2 separate regions of the Capra hircus genome follow, and region 1 is linked to region 2. A link is a contact called in public Hi-C data. All regions are on one chromosome and are shown on one strand. The core of a region is the stretch at or near the end of the contact, and the rest is flanking DNA. Distances in the headings are between cores, read along the strand shown. Region 1 holds the start of CDH24 (cadherin-24). Region 2 has its middle 30 kb from the start of ABHD4.

Evidence for each region. Hi-C and Micro-C count contacts between places; a contact is called where the count stands out from the background.
Region 1: a Hi-C map of blood shows a contact between it and region 2, with 2.5 times the contacts expected there. The contact joins the promoter of CDH24 here to the enhancer-like site in region 2. A contact is called at or near these places in 2 of 5 Hi-C or Micro-C datasets (both in blood).

The regions. Positions count from the first base shown.
Region 1 is chr10:79,623,010-79,626,769 of ARS1.2, reverse strand. It overlaps CDH24 (cadherin-24), which reads left to right and starts at 1,850. Exons shown (of 13, transcript XM_005685346.3): 1 at 1,850-1,987; 2 at 3,523-3,760. The coding sequence starts at 3,627. ACIN1 (apoptotic chromatin condensation inducer in the nucleus) reads left to right here. Exons shown (of 19, transcript XM_018054585.1): 19 at 1-921. The coding sequence ends at 314.
Region 2 is chr10:79,222,337-79,225,881 of ARS1.2, reverse strand. No RefSeq gene overlaps it. Among named protein-coding and RNA genes, the nearest start is that of ABHD4, 30 kb to the left of the region's middle. Within about 2 kb of position 1,956, at least 5 of the 5 cell types and tissues checked have an H3K27ac peak or open chromatin away from gene starts, as enhancers often do.

The DNA.
Region 1 (3,760 bases), core at 601-3,100, 400 kb before region 2:
AGGCAGAGCGGGCTGAACGGGCCAAGGAGCGGGAGAAGCGGCGAAAGGAGCAAGAAGAAGAAGAGCAGAAGGAGAGGGAGAAGGAGGCGGAGCGGGAACGGACCCGGCAGCTGGAGCGAGAGAAGCGTCGAGAACACAGCCGAGAGAGGGACAGGGAGAGAGAGAGGGACCGGGAGCGGGACAGGGGGGATCGAGATCGGGAGAGGGACAGGGAGCGGGAACGAGGCAGGGAGAGGGACCGCAGAGACACCAAGCGCCACAGTAGGAGCCGGAGCAGGAGCACACCTGTGCGGGACCGGGGCGGGCGCCGCTAGCTGGGAAGACACTAGGGAGAGCTGCAGGCATGGGCCACCCTCCCCCAGGGTGGGTTCAAGGCCACAGAGGGATAGGTACAATCTCCACCACCCTGGAACCAGGGTCGTTCACACCATTTGCCCAGTGCTGAGTCTGGCTGCCACCTGTCCCCAAATACCACATGGAGCAGTGGCCACCTTCCCACCCCTACCCCACCTCCATAATCTGTCTCTTAGGACTCAGCCCTCTCCTCTCATTTCCAGTGAAGTCTGTGAGAGGGAAGAGCTAAGTTAGGGAGGGAGGTATTGGCTGAGAAGTGGGGAACAGCCAGGAGCCCCAAACCTCCCTTGTTTTTTCCTCCATCCTACTCACCACCTCTGGTACTCGAACCCCCCTTTTGGGAACAGCCGGGGCCAGGACTGGGTCACCTATGAGCTGAATCAGCATCTCCTCCTGAGTCCCAGGGCCCCTGCAGTTCCCAGTCTCTTCTGTCCTGCAGCCTTTGGCTCCTGCCCACCGGTTCCACTTTATATCCACCTTTTCCTTTTGTTCAATTTTTATTTTTATTTTTTTTATTATTAAATGATGTGGTCTATGGAAAATAATAAAAATCTGACTTAGTTTTAACTAGTGTGTGATTGAGTGGCTTTCCTTGGCCAGGGCCTGGGTGAGAGCCAAATTGAAGTGGAGGCTGTCTCCTGTTAAGTGCAGCCAGCATTACTTGCATTCCATACGCTTAGGCTGCTCCTTCCCGTAGAGGGGACTCCCCACCCCGCCTCCATCCCGGCCTCGGCTCTGACCACACCACAGCTGTGCGGCTTCCCCCCTCCCCACAGTGAGGAAGACCCCCTTGGAAGATGACGGTCCTGTCCTGTTGCTAGAGGCAGTTGGTCACCTGCTCACCACCTTCAAGGTCTTCCCATAACTGCCACCAGGGGGCGGCAGCAGCTCGCTCAGTAGGCTTCTGTAAACGAGCTTCCCAAAAAGGCTCCGTGCCCTCCCGCGGATGTCTTGCCTCGGTCCCTGACCTGTTTGTTCCCTGGGCCCAGTCCGCGGACTCCCTGGACCCGTCAGCCGTGCTTAAGGCCCCCAGCCGGCCCGCTACCCTGCCCTCCACAGGTTCCCAAAATGCCGCCTCACGGCCGAGGTCCTCCGCAGTTCCCAAGGCCGGTTCGGGAGCGGCGAGCCGGGCCTCCGCAGTGGGTTCCAGGCTCCCGGGTTCCCCGTGCGCTCGCCCTTCGTCCGGCTGCGGGCCTCTTCGCGCCCCGCGATGCGCCCTCCCCGCTAGCTCTTCGGAAACGGCCTGGACGCACTCCCACCCGAGTGCCCCTCAGGGCGCTGCGGGCCCGGCCCGGGAGGGGCGCCGCATCTGTATGCGCCCGGCGGCCAGCAGCGCCGAGGGGGCGGGCACCAGGCGCCGCCCCCGCCCTCGCCGCGCGGCCCGGGCTGGCCGGGGAGGGTCGGAGGCTGGGCTCTCCTCTCCCGCGCGGCGCGGAGCCGCCTCGCTCCTCCTCAGGCGGAGCCTCCTTCCCCCGCCCCCTCCGTCTCGCTCCCTTGTTCTCGCCGGGGCCGCTCAGACCTGCAGCGGAGCCGCGGCGCCCGCTCCGATCGGCTCGGGGCTGCGCCCCTGGGACCCGGCGACGGGGCCGGGCGGGAGCGCTCCCCGCCAAGCTGGGCCCCTAGGCACTGCCAGGTAAGGGCGCCTGTCCTGGAGCCCACGGTCGGGAATCCGCGAAGGGGCAGCAGGGGGCCCGCAGCCTGCGGGTGTCTTCAGAGCGGCGAGCGGTGCGCTCCGCGGCTGGGAGCCACTGCCGGCTCCCTTCTCCCGCGCTCTACCGCTTTCCCTTCTTCCCTCGCACCTCTTTTCCTCTTTTTCCCATTTTCCTCTCCCTCGATTTCTCTTCATTCTGCCTCCTCTTCTGCCTGTTTGCTTTTTCTGCCCCTTCCCTGTCTCCCCAACCCTTCTCTCTCCCTCTTGCCTGTCTTGCTCCATCTCCCCTTCCTCTTCGCCTTTTTCTTCCTTCACCTTTCTCTCCTTTCCTGTCTTCCTTTTCCCGCTTTCCTTCCTCTCCCCGATCCTCCCTCTCCCCTCCTCTCCTCTTCCCTTCCCGCTATCCTGTTTCTCACTCCCCTATCCCCTACCTTCTCTTCGTCCCGCCTCCCTCCCAGGTCCCTGGCTTCCCTCCGGCTTCCCTCTTCCCTCGGGAAGGAAAGGACTGTCAGGTGTGTGTCTGCTCTGGGGGAGGAGGGGCGCAGCCACAGCCACTTGAGGGGTCCCCCCTAGGAGGAGAAGGGGGAGACAGCGGTGGGAAGGGTCCTCTCTCTACCTTCCTTCCCGCATCCCCTCCCAGCTGCCCCCTCTCCCAGAATGAAGTTCTGAGCTGGGGCGGCCTGGTCTGACCCCCGCAGTTGAAGCCGCCCCTTCCTGCTTACCACAGTGCTGGCCGCCCTTCCACCCATTCTGGAGCCTGGTACCCAGGACTCCTCTCTGCCTTTCAGACACCCAGACTACCTCCTTTGATCTCTTTCCTCCTGTTTCTTGCTGCCATTCTTTCTGTCTCTGCGGACAGTCCCTGAGCCTTGTTCTCACCCTGCATCTCGCTGTGTCTCTAGCCTCTGGGTCTGCCTCCCCAGTCTCCTGGCTTCTACCGCTCCCCTTTTCTCAGCTCCCCCCTCTCACTCTGTCTGTGAGCCCAGTCCCCCTTCAAGGACTTCAGCTAGCAGTGTGCTAGGGAGCAGATTCTGGAGAGGAGGGCTTCCTGTGGAGGACAGACTTTCACAGGTTCTCAATCCTGTCTGAGGCAGCCCTCCTTATCATTTCAGCCTGGCCCTCGGCACCCTGAGACCACACCTCCATGAATCCCAGGTCCTGGATTTTTAAGCCCTTTCCATGGTAGCCCCCCTCTCCTCCAGCACCTAGCTGCACACTCACCCTGGGAGTTCAGGGGCCAGATTTGCGGTTCTAAGCCCTCCCAGCATCCCTCTCCTATTTTCTTCCCAAGCTTCCCTATTCAGAGTTGACTGGCCAAAGATCTATCAGCTTAGAGGGCTGGAGGTGAATACAGGCAGAGAGCCTGGCCGGAGGGAAAGACCAGACTGCTCTCGTTTTCATTCTGGGTTCTGGGCAGTGGGGTGTCTGGTTCCTTGGAGGTCTGATATTTGGAGCGTCTAACTTTGGGAGGAGATGGTAAGGGTTTCCTCGACCCTGAACAACTGCCTGTCCTACAGGTGTGGATCCATGGGGTAGCCCCAACGCCTCTGCCCCTCTGCCCCAGCCAGCTCATGCCTCAGCACCCAGGATCAGTGAACAGAGCCTTGGCTGGAGCCCAAACATGTGGGGCCTGGTGAGGCTCCTGCTGGCTTGGCTGGGTGGCTGGGGCTGCATGGGGCGCCTGGCAGCCCCAGCCCGGGCTTGGGCAGGGTCCCGGGGGGCCCCAGAACCATCACTGCTTCGGACCCGAAGGAG
Region 2 (3,545 bases), core at 707-3,206:
AAGGCCTCCCTAGAGTTTGCTAAAAATAGTGTCTCACTGTCTCCACTGGAAAAAACTCCTGTTTCATGTTAGCCCAGTTTCCTCCCATCAACGCTAGAAGCATGAGATGGAGACCAGTTGCTGACCACTCTCTGAACCACAGTCCTTCATCTACTCAAACTCTCTGAAGTCCTGCCAACCATGTCTCACATTTATATGCTCTTTCCCTAATCGTCCCTTTTTCCCTCCTTGGCTGAATTCTGTGTGGGTGGCTCAGGAAAAGGATAGACAAGCACGCTTTCTGCTTCTCGGGGGGATTTTTAAAGAATCTGACAACAGAAGGGCTCTCTCCCCTGGATCCTATTGCCTCTGGAATGGGAGTGTGCCTACATTTCCAAAACAAACAGTGAGAACGGGCTGCCCTTTTCCCAAAGGTGGTGAGACCCCTCTGGGATGATGTGTGGTGTTCTGGCTTGGGATGAGGGCTGCCCAGAGAAACGACCCATTGGGGGTGGTCTACTTTCATCAGACTTTGCCTCTAGCTCCTGGGGGCCCCTTTTGGGGGAGAGGCTTGTGCCGTATGGCGTGTGGATTCTTAGTTCCCCGACCAGGAACTGAACCCAATGCCCCCTGCAGTGGAAGGCAGAGTCCTAACTGGGGACTGCCAGGGAATCCCCAAGGGGGCCGTTTTGAAAGCAGAGAGGCCCCCAGAGGGTGAGAGGGGAGATAAAAAGCAAGAGTGTTCAGGGGTGTTGCAAAGAGCAGAGTGGGCAGCCTGGAGTGCCTTGGGGCCGGGAGGGCCGGCTTTGTTCTGAAAATTGGCTGCAGCCTTGCCAGGGCCTCCCATAGCTGTAATTTCTCCTCCCTCAAGCTCTTCTGGAAGCCATGGAGGGGGAAAGAAAATGAATATGATGGTGAAACCAGAAGCTCCTGGGGCATAATGAGGGGAGAAATGCCTGTCTACTGTGGGCAACAGAGACACACTGGTGAAGCAGCAGCCCCACTTTTATCTCAGCGTGGTGGTCCAGCCTGACCTAGCTCTACCGACCCCCAGGCAGGGTCTCTGTTCAATTTTCTAGGCATTCCCTTAAAATGTGCATTCAGTTTACTATGCTGAAACTGTGCATGTGTTAATAGGAACAGTACTTTACTGTATAATTTACCTGTGCTAAAATGCACAAATCTTATGTGTACAGTTGGGCTTATTTTGACATGTCTCTACACCTGTGTAAATCACCCAAATCAAGATGCAGAATATTTCCACCACCTGGAAGCTTCCCTGGGGCCCCTTTCCAGCCAGTCCTTGTACCCCAGAGGCATCCACTGTTCCCATTTCTGTCGCTGGTGATTAGTTTTGCTTGTTCTTGAGCTTCATCTGTGTGGAGTCCTATAGTTTGTACAGAGCCTGAATCCCTGGGGCCTGGCCTGTGTCTGCACTTGGCAGGTATGCACTGTGAGAGCAGCCTTGGTTCTTAAACTACCCTGTGAGAGAGCACTGATCCCATTGGGAAACTGAAGCTGTGGGTGGTTAGTGAGATGCCCAAAGGGCAGGAGGTAGTGGTGGATCCTGGTGGCCAGCCCAGGCTCCCTGATTCTGAATCCAAAGCTCTCTCCCGGCTCCCAGGGGACTGCGCCACCCACTCCCTGGGGGCTCCTATCTAGTGCTCTGGATGAAGGAGCCTCGTGATCCTGGGCAGGTAGCGCCCCCTGCTGTCTACGGGGCCAGACCCTACACTCTCTCTCCTCCAAGGGATGTGACAGGATCACCCGGGCAGGAGCCCAGGTCAGTGATGGACAAAGGGCAGGGGCTCGGCTCCTGGAAGGAAGTCTCCTGTCCTTTTATTTACCTTTGAAAAGACATTTTCTTAAGCGTTTGGGGGTTTTCCTTCCTCAAAAGAAGCGGATTAAGGGAGAAGAGGCCTCTTTGGTGGAGCTCTGCTGCCCCCAGGTGGGTGGCTGGGACACTACCACAGAGCCGGACGTCCAAACCCCGCGGTCTTCAGGTCTCAGGTTCCCATGGTCCTTCTGTGGCTCTCCATCTCCCGGCCTCCCGAATCCTGGTCTCCTTGGCTTCTGAGAGCCAGATGTCCCTCTAGACCATCATCTTGCACTTCAACCCTGACCTGGAGCGGTTCCTTGGAGAACCAGCTCCAGCCGTGCATAGGAGGGGGAGATGTGCCCACACCTCCCGGGGAGGGCGGGCTGGACAGAAGCCTAGAGGGCCTGTCAGCATAAATAAATGGTGTGATCGAGTGAGATCAAGGTTTGATCTTAGGACTTGGCTGGGGGGAGGGGGCGATAGGCGGGGCGGGGGTACTTCTCGCTGTGGGGTGCGCAGCCGCCCTGCCTGCCGTGGGCGTGGGTGCCGCCGCCAGGGCCCCGCCGGCCCTTCCCAGCTCGCCGCCTTCCTGTCGCACCTGCGGTCGTGGTGGTGTAACGGCCCGGCCCTCCCGGCCCCGGCACGTGGCCTGGGGTGATGCTATCTCTAACTCGGTATTTTTAACTCGTTTTTTCCAGAGGATGTGGCTTCTGTGGGAGAGCTTCAAAGGGTGCCCCACTTGCCCCTCGCGGCAGCCATGACGTCATGGAAATGGGAGGGGCCGCCCCAAGCCCCCCCCAAACACCTGCACGGAAGTGGGAGACTTTTTCCACTTCCTGTCCTACATCTGGCTACTGACTCAATGTCTGACCTGCTTATTAATTTCAAAATATAGCTCTCAGTGTGATACTCAGAGGAAACCTTACTCATGTGTGTGTCTGGGTGAAACTAGGCCTGAATCCCAGGTGGCAGGGCACCCACCTGCCAGCCTCCTGGCTTCTCAGTGTGCTCATTAACAGAGTGACAGTGACCGGGGCTTGCAGACCTCCCCAGACCCACCCATCAGTCAGAAGCTCTTCTTCCCACAGGTTGCTCCCAGAGGTAGATGGAGAGAGAATTTTAAGACAGGACTTGTGGAGAAAGTGAGGTGAATGGTAAGGCCACCTGCAGCCCTGGACCTGGGTGTGGCCCTTCAGTAACAGGAGGGCTGATTCCTAGAAGCCCTGGGTGCTTTCCCATCCCCCAGGCTCTGGATGAGTGCCCACCCGAGGCTGCTCTGGCCAAGGGACCATCACTCAGGTTCTGCTTTTCCTGATAGTTCCTGACAGGTTACTCTTAGCTCTTGGCTAAATTATGAAATGCCTTCTCAGGAGGCTCAACGGTAAAGAATCTGCCTGCCAATGCAGGAGACTCGGGTTCAGTCTCTGGGTCAGGAAAATCCCCTGGAGTAGGAAATGGCAATCCACTCCAGTATTCTTGCTTGAAAACTCCCATGGACAGCATGGCAGGCTATAGTCCATGAGGTTGCAAAGAGTCAGACAACACTGAGCGACCACACATACACAAATTGTGAAAATGTGGCTCACTGGGCCACCTCGTCTATTAATCCCTGTTTTCCTTTCTCTTATGTTCCCTCACCCCACCATATACATATACGTCTTCGCTCCTTCCCCAGTGCCTCCAGAGCCCCCTGCCTCATTTATTTGTTCACTTGCTGCTTAAGTGTATATTAAGCATCAATTGTGTG